2 separate regions of the Sus scrofa genome follow, and region 1 is linked to region 2. The links are chromatin contacts, called in public promoter capture Hi-C maps. All regions are on one chromosome and are shown on one strand. The core of a region is the stretch at or near the end of the contact, and the rest is flanking DNA. Distances in the headings are between cores, read along the strand shown.

Evidence for each region. Promoter capture Hi-C pulls out the DNA fragments that hold promoters and counts their contacts.
Region 1: a promoter capture Hi-C map of liver shows a contact between it and region 2, with 8 times the contacts expected there. The contact joins the promoter of C4H1orf226 here to the enhancer-like site in region 2. A contact is called at or near these places in 3 of 5 promoter capture datasets (fetal liver and liver) and 7 of 47 Hi-C or Micro-C datasets (brain, embryonic fibroblasts, fetal liver and 2 more).

The regions. Positions count from the first base shown.
Region 1 is chr4:88,470,160-88,474,039 of Sscrofa11.1, forward strand. C4H1orf226 reads right to left here and starts at 1,582. Exons shown (of 14, transcript XR_002343372.1): 1 at 1,274-1,582.
Region 2 is chr4:88,396,826-88,400,912 of Sscrofa11.1, forward strand. All of the region lies in intron 1 of C4H1orf226, which reads right to left. Among named protein-coding and RNA genes, the nearest start is that of C4H1orf226, 73 kb to the right of the region's middle. Within about 2 kb of position 1,741, at least 11 of the 83 cell types and tissues checked have an H3K27ac peak or open chromatin away from gene starts, as enhancers often do. A contact at or near this core is called in fetal liver and liver, where this site is marked.

The DNA.
Region 1 (3,880 bases), core at 332-2,831, 73 kb after region 2:
CTGATCCCAACCATACCCAGAAATTCAGCTCTGCATTCCACTGCAGGGTTTGATGTCTCAGGGAACAGAGGGTGTCCTCCCAGCTCCAGCAAATATGATTGAGGGAAGGTTATTTTTAAAAAGGTAAGATTCACCAATTCACACATCTCCATGAAAAGGAAAAAACTAAAAGATAACCGACCATACTGGGCTCATATCAAACACTAGAAAAGATGTTTCATGAACTGAAGGAAATTGCCACCTGATGGAGTAATCCCTGCCTGAGATGCAAACACCCTGCATCTACAAAGTCATGAAGGAGAAAAAAAAGGAATGAAGAGAAAATTGTCTCCATATCAAAACCAGCAAGACACAACCTACTGGAAGTGCACTATTTACCAATAGCAGGCACACAGTAGGTGCCTGAGTCTTGGGGGGAGGGCATCAAGCAGCATGAAGGAAGAGCAGAAGCACTCTTCCCATGTGATGGGCAGTGGGAGTCCCAGCTGTAATCTCAGAAACCAGAACTCCTCACTCGGGAAGGGCATCACAGGGGGCCCGCCTTATTCACACCTGAAGGTCCAGTACAGAGGCTTCCACCCCGCCCCCGCCCCCCAGGATAGACCTGGGGCTCTGAGCTGAAAATTCCAGTCACCCCTGATAAATTCTCCAGCAGCTGTCCCCTACTAGTTGCTGAAACTTAACTTTATGCCACAAAACTAGCAAATGGGCAGCTTTCACCACACTTCCCCCCTTCAATGCCTGGCACTCGCAAAGGAGTCTTGGCAAATAAGGCATTTAGGAAGTGGTTCTGACACCTGGCCCAGGTTACCTGGAATCTAAAAACAAAAACCACCCTGTATTATTTTCCTCAATCAGGAGGCAGGTATTTCCCCTTTAAAAGACTTTCCTGAAAGCACCTCTCTCACAGGATCCCAATGATTAAATAACATCAGAGCTTCCCTAAACCGATTCTAAAGAACCACGGCCGGGCTGCGCACACCCACTGGTTTTTCCTCCTCAGAAGGAGGGATATGGGAAGTAACTCAATCAGTCCTGGGCGGGTAAGGATGGGGGAGTCTGCAGGTGGGAGAAGGGGTGAAGCAATACCGCTCAAACTTTGCAGTTGCTCTTTAGCAGTTCTGGGCAGAAGCCCAGAGAATTCTATACTGGGAAGGGGCAGTCACCCTCCCTAACAGAAAGGCCCTCAAATCAGCCTAACCCACCAGCTCTGCGCATCCCATTCACTCAGACATGCCCTCTCCGGGCAGTCCCCTCTCCAGGGCCCCCTCACCTTGGCCTCGAAGCAGATGCCGTGTTGGAAGGCGTCCTCGTTGTGCAAGGGGATCCGCAGGTCGTGCCCATCGTCCACAAGGTTGTACTTGGTTTTGCTGGGCATGGTGACCCTCGGTGGACCGGCTCCTCCAGAGGCGGCGGCGGTGGCAGGAAGGGGCTGGTAGGACCCCGGGGAGGGGAGATGGGAGCCGAGCGCGGCGGCTCGTGGATGGGGCGCAAGCGGAGGGTCGCGGGGCGGAGTGCGCCCTGGCCGCGCGGCGACGGTGGAAGCCGGGACTCCGATCAACGCCTAGGGCCGGGCGGCGCGGGTGCGGGCGACGCGAGCGGCGCTGTGGCCGCGCAATTCCTGCCGGCAAGGAGGGTGGCGGGGGCGGCGGCGGGGGCGGGCGTGCGCGGCGCCCCGGCCGGGGGAGGGGAGCGGTGGGCGCGCGGCCCGCGGTGGGACTGGGCGCGGCGCCGGCCTGGGAGCAGTGGCGCGGGCAGCCCGGGACGAGGAAGAAAAGGCGACGGCGGTGGCGGCGGCGGCGGAGCAGGGTGCCTGTCACGGAGACGCCGGATCAGCCGCCGGCGAGCGGCTCCTCCTGCGGGGCGGGCCCGGGCCGGCTCCTCCCGCGGGGCGCCCAGGCCCCGCCTGTCGCCGGGTCCGCCCCCGCGCTGCCCGCGGAGCAGGTGAAAGTCCCTGGGAGCGCCGCGCCCAGTCCTGGTTGTGTCCTGCGGCCCGACCCCGAGAACTTCGCCCTGGCCCTAGCCAGCCGGGGTCTCAGGAACACGGGCACAGTCTTGTTTTTGTTTTTTACAGTTTGATTCTGAGCCAGACTACTAATAGTTAGCAGTAGTGGCGCCTTTGGGTTGGAGGTTTGTTTTTGTTTGGGGAGGGGGGAGGGGCTGTGTTTGTTGTTTTGTTTTTGCGTTCTACCTGGAAGGCCCAAGTCCTGGCCCAAATACATTTAGATTATTAATTCTGAGAGTTCCCGTTCTCTGGAGAATGAAGACTGTAACCAAATGGGGGACTATTGCAGGTGTTTTGTGTTCTTTTGAGTAGTGATTTGTGAGTTGTGTATTGGGAGGGTTGGGGGATGCCTTTGGGGATAGTTTTAATAGTTAAAAGCCATAAGCCCTGTGGAAATGGAGTAGGCCAAAAGGGGTACTAGAGAAGGAAGAATCTACACCTTTTTATTTTCTTAGACAGCCTATACCTGGGTATGGACAAAATGAACTTACAAGGTTTTGGGGTGTTTTTTTGTTCGTTTGTTTTTGGTCTTTTTGGGGCCACACCCTCAGCATCTGGAGGTACCCAGGCTAGGGACTGAATTGGAGCTGTAGCCTACCTCACAGCCCTAGCAATGGCAGATCCGAGTGCATCTGTGACCTACACCACAGCTCATGGCAACACCTGATCCTTAACCCCCTGAGCGAGGCCAGGGATTGAATCTGCGTCCTCATGGATGCTAGTCAGATTCATTTCCGCTGAGCCATGGGAACTTCATCCAAGATATTTCTAATTTATGTTATTCTTCCTACCTTAGTAAGTGCTTGGATGTGGTTAAGAAGAAGCTCATTCATTTCTCTCTGTTACATCAAGAGTTTTTTGCCATGCAAAAATGTGCAAAGGAAGGGCCCATAGGAGTAATTAGTAACCAATTATTTAGTATCTGTCAAACCCCACAGGTAGAGGTGCATGATAACTATGTTCTACATGGCTTTATATTACCCTAGAGTCATCAAAAGTAACCAAATAAGCTAATGCCAAAGCCAGCCCAACCTGAGATCACTGAGACCAGATGGTCAGCTCCTCTGTTGAATTCATCAACTTAAACCGGCTTTTAATGCCTTGTGAACACGTCCACAAAGGGCAGCTTGAAAATCAAATGACTGCTTATTGTATAGTCAGGGCTTGGAACCACCATAAAACACCACAGTGAAATCATTTGCAGGAATTCCCATCGTGGCTCAGTGGTTAATGAATCTAACTAGGAACCATAAGGTTGCGGGTTCGATCCCTGGCCTAGCTCAGTGGGTCAAGGATCTGGTGTTGCCTGTGAACTGTGGTGTAGGTCGCAGACGCGGCTTGGATCCCGTGTTGCTGTGGCTCTGGTGTAGGCCAGCGGCTACAGCTCCGATTAGACCCCTAGCCTGGGAACCTCTGTGTGCCGCTGGTGGGGCCCTAGAAAAAGACAAAAAAAAAAATTCGCAAAAGCGTGTCTTCCTATACCATTTCAATTTGAAGTATATATAAGAGTACACATTATTGCCATAATCTTATTTCTCATTTTGTCCCATAGTGCTAGAGTACAATTGCCCTTTCCTATGTATTACCTACTCCCTGTCTGCTGAAATTACTGGTCAAGATGTAGCATCTTCTGGGATATCTCCTTGTCTAAAAGCAAGCTGATGACTAAACCAAGTTAATCACATGCATTATGCTGTATAGACTTTATTACATTCATAAATAATAGTAAGAGCCAAAAATAATTTTCTCTGAGGAAATGCACCCCCTAACCTTTTTATAAATACAGGACGTGAAAGTCTAATCAGGCATGTTTGACTCTTTGAATGTCACCATGATTTTAATATGCATCATAATGCATTCTCTAAAACCTGGCAC
Region 2 (4,087 bases), core at 491-2,990:
TAGAATTTACCACCTGTGATGTGCCCATCTGAGTTAGTTCCTTAACCAATCCTCTGTCCTGACATCTGCTAAAACCTTGGTATCATAGGAGCAAGCAATTTCAAACCCAGAAGAAACCTTAGGAATCATGTCCAAGGTTATGTCGCAAAAGAAAGATTAAGGAAGAACATATGAAAAGCATTTAGCACAGCTGGGTATCCTGCCAGCGCTTAATAAATGTTCGCCATTATGATTCCATCTAAAGTTACTCTTTCTCAGACTGCCTTGTTTCCTTCCCAGTATTTAACACAGTGATTTGCACTTAGGGGTTTGCCTCATTTGCATGGTCACTATCTGCCTTCCCCAACAGATGGAAGCTCCCTGAGGTCTGGGACCTTGCCCTCATATTCCTGCATTTCCAGCCCTTAGAACAGGGCCTGCCTGGCAGAGTAAGACTCAAATTATCTACTGAATGAGTGAGAGGCAATTGCCACCCACAGAAGTTCCATGACTTGCCCAAGGACACAGTTCAGGGCAGAACTGGAGTCAAAAATCCCATTCTCCCCACTCCAAGCCAGCACAACTGCTCCAGTTCTTCCTGGCCTGCAGAAACTGCTCTTGGTGCACAGCTGAGCGTCCTGCTGAGCAGGATTATGAATGTGACCTGGGTGAAAGTTCTCGCCTCATTTAGCATGAAACAAAGCAGCATTAACTGCAGCGGCAGCAGTGGCCCCAGATTCCAGGGCACTCACTCAGCCAATGACCTTCTACTAAGTGCTCTGGGGGGAGGGGACGAAAAAGAGAAAAGTGGCCTCGAGGGTTCCCACTCCCCACTTCTGAAGTCTGCTCTCCAGGTGCAGAGGTGAGCAGGACAGGGAGCGGGGACCTAGAAGTTTTACTGGGGTCCTTACCCCCGCCTGCAACAAGACAGAGGCCTCAGTGCAGGTTTTCCTCTCCCCTCTTCTCTCCCGAACCGCCCCCCCCAACACTCACACACCAGAAAAGCTTCCAAAATGCTTGAAATGCAGCTGCACACCACATCTTTATTTATTTGTAGTCTAAGAGGAATGAGGCACTTATATTTCTTCCTCTCTCTCCCAGCCCATCTGAAAAAGGAAGTACTATTTGAAGGCCATCTGATGTAACTGTGTCACTATTGATCAGGGGCTCAGCGGGGGCCAATGAATGTGCCAGAGATCACAGCAGAATCCTTCCTGCTCCTCAACATTAAGGGGCTGGGTGCAAAATAAATAATTGTGGTGACTTGTCTTTATGCAGCTAATGCCCTGCGATTCTCTAAAACACACAGAGGGTAAGACCGAACCATTCAATGTGCCCACGGAGAGGCTGCCTCTTTGGGTTCTTTTAGTCTCCATAAGCAAAAGCTTAGATGGATTGGCTTGATTATTTTTCTTATTATGAAGCCTCTGACTGATACAGCAAAGAGGAAAGAAAAAAGCAGTTAAGACAGAAAGCCTGTTCAGGTCTTCCAACTATTAGCTCTTGAATGAAAGCCTTTAGCTCGGCAGTTAAGATCTCTGGGTTGCATTAGATGCAAGTGTGGAGCAGAGGCTACTAGGGCTACATTCTGATCAGGGAGCGTTTTCCACCCCACTCACTCACCTGGGATGCTTACGTGGCAGCAGGTTATTTGCCTTAGGAAAAAAAAGGAAAAGGGGGAAGCCCAAGGCATGGTGAGAGGCAAAGAGAAACACTGACGTTCCATGATGATGAAATCATCTCCAGTAAAGCCACCAGGTAAGCCAGGAATGGAGCAATCAACAAGGAACATGATGAAATCATAGGAAGGTCAGACCTAACTGCAGCGCTTAATTGGCCTTAAAGGTCATTTGACCTAACACTTCAATTTACAGAAGGAAAACCTGAGGCTCAAAGAGAACAGGATATAGTTTGTCAGTGGCAGAATCAGAACCAAAGTGGGTTTCCCTACCCTGCACTGACGCACCAAAATTACAGTAGGAAATAAGCAGTCCGGGCGAACATACACCAGTGCTCCAACAAGGCCTGGTTCACAACATTAAACTCAAATTGAGCTGGACAAGGAAGCCTGTGTGCAGATACCAGAATGATTAAGGGGTCAAAAACAAACCAATGAAAAATTGCAGGGAATAAAGATTTGTAGAAAAAGGGAGATCATCGCTGATTCACTGAATGCTTTTGGGGATGGGACTGAAGATGTTCATTATGAAAATGGAGCAGTGACACTGAAGGAAGGAAAAAATTACTCCACTATTGGAGAGGACCAGGAAACTGAAGAAGCACAGTGATGAGAAGACCTCAGGATGACATTAGAGAGGGGCCTCCCAGCACCAACACTCTATACCTGCTAAATTCTAAGTACTTCAACTCTCCGAACCTGTTTCATCCACAGGCTATATAGCTAGTATCTGTACTGCCTCTAAGTCAAGGCTGTCACAAGAAACAAAATTAGATAAGGAAGGTCAAAGTAAAGTTTTTAAAATATCATATAAAAAGATGATGTTCTTTATATCAAACCTCTTGCTTTGTAGGCCAACAAGACTTGAAGATGCCAAATTTGTCACTTTACAATAATGCCCTCTTGGATTCTCTTAGACTAACAATTGTGCATAAAACAAGGTGATCCAAAATGGAAGGGAGGGAGCTCCACTTGTGGCTCAGTGGGTTAAGAACTCCACATAGTGTCTGTGAGGATGCAGGTTCAATCCCTGACCTTGCTCAGTGGGTTAAGGATCTGGCATTGCCACAAGCTGCTGTGTAGGTGCAGATGCAGCTCAGATCTGGCTGTGCCATGACTGTGACGTAAGAAGCTTCAGCTGCAGCTCCAATTCAACCCCTAGCCTGGGAACGTCCATATGCTGCAGGTGCAGCCATTTAAAAAAAAGGGAATGGAGTTAAGGGGAGGATGAAAGTGAGAATTCAACCCAAACAGGCAGAGGCTCAAATAGGAGGGAAGGGATGAAGGGCCTGATCAGAGAGTGTCACCAGTAACCAAACCACACAGACATGGAGAGACTCCCCACCACCATGACCAGCACCCCCAGCAGGAATGGCTCCCTATGACACTGCTCACAGAACCTCACAAGATAGGCTCAGTTTGAGGTAAATACCTTGTCACACACTTCCCTTCAGATGAATAATCTGACCAGAAAAACCTTCCTGGAGTTGGGGATACAGACTCTCAAGTACAATGGTCTTTTATCAATGAACGAAAGCCCACAACCAAGTAAAATTTCCAGATAACTGGCATGCACCCCTATTAAATCACCAACTTTTTCCCTTCTCTCTTTTCTCTTTCTTGACTAGAAATTGTCCTAAAATATATTATACTCTTCCCTAAGAATTGAGACTCTGAATTAGAATCAAACGTATTTCTTCAAGATTCATAATAACCATTACATACATCAATTAATATAAGCTAGTATCAGCAATGACTCCTTGAGAAATGTCTCCAGGTTACTACTCTGCATTTTGAGCCTTTGAGGCTGATTTTTTGGGATTTTTCTAAAGCTTTCTACACTGTTAGCAGCAAGAATGGTAATAATATGCCATGTATGCTTCCGCCTTTAACAACCGTCACCAAATCCTCAAGTACAAACAAGTACTAGCAAGACAAATCTAACAACATATAAAAAGGATTATATACAATGACCAAGTAGAATTTATCCCAAGAATGCAAGACTGGCTCAGCATATGAAAAATCAATTAATGTACCATACCATATTAATAGAATAAAAAGACAAAGACCATATATGATCTTCCTAAGAGACATAAAGTAACAAAAAAGCAATATTCTTTCATGATGAAAACACTCAACAAATTACCAATGGAAGAGAACTTCCTCAACCTAATAAAAAGCATCTACAAAAATCCAGGCCAACATCATATTAAAAATAAAGGACTGAATGCTTTTTCTCGAAGATCAGGACCAAGTCAAAGATGTTCACACTCATCAACACTTCAATTCAACATTGATCTCCAAGTCCTAGCCAGTGAAATTAGGTAAGAAAAGAAACAAAAGGCATCCAGACTGAAAAAAGCAGTAGCAAAACTATCTCTATTCACAGACAACATGATCTTTCTATAGAAAATCCTAAGGAACATACAC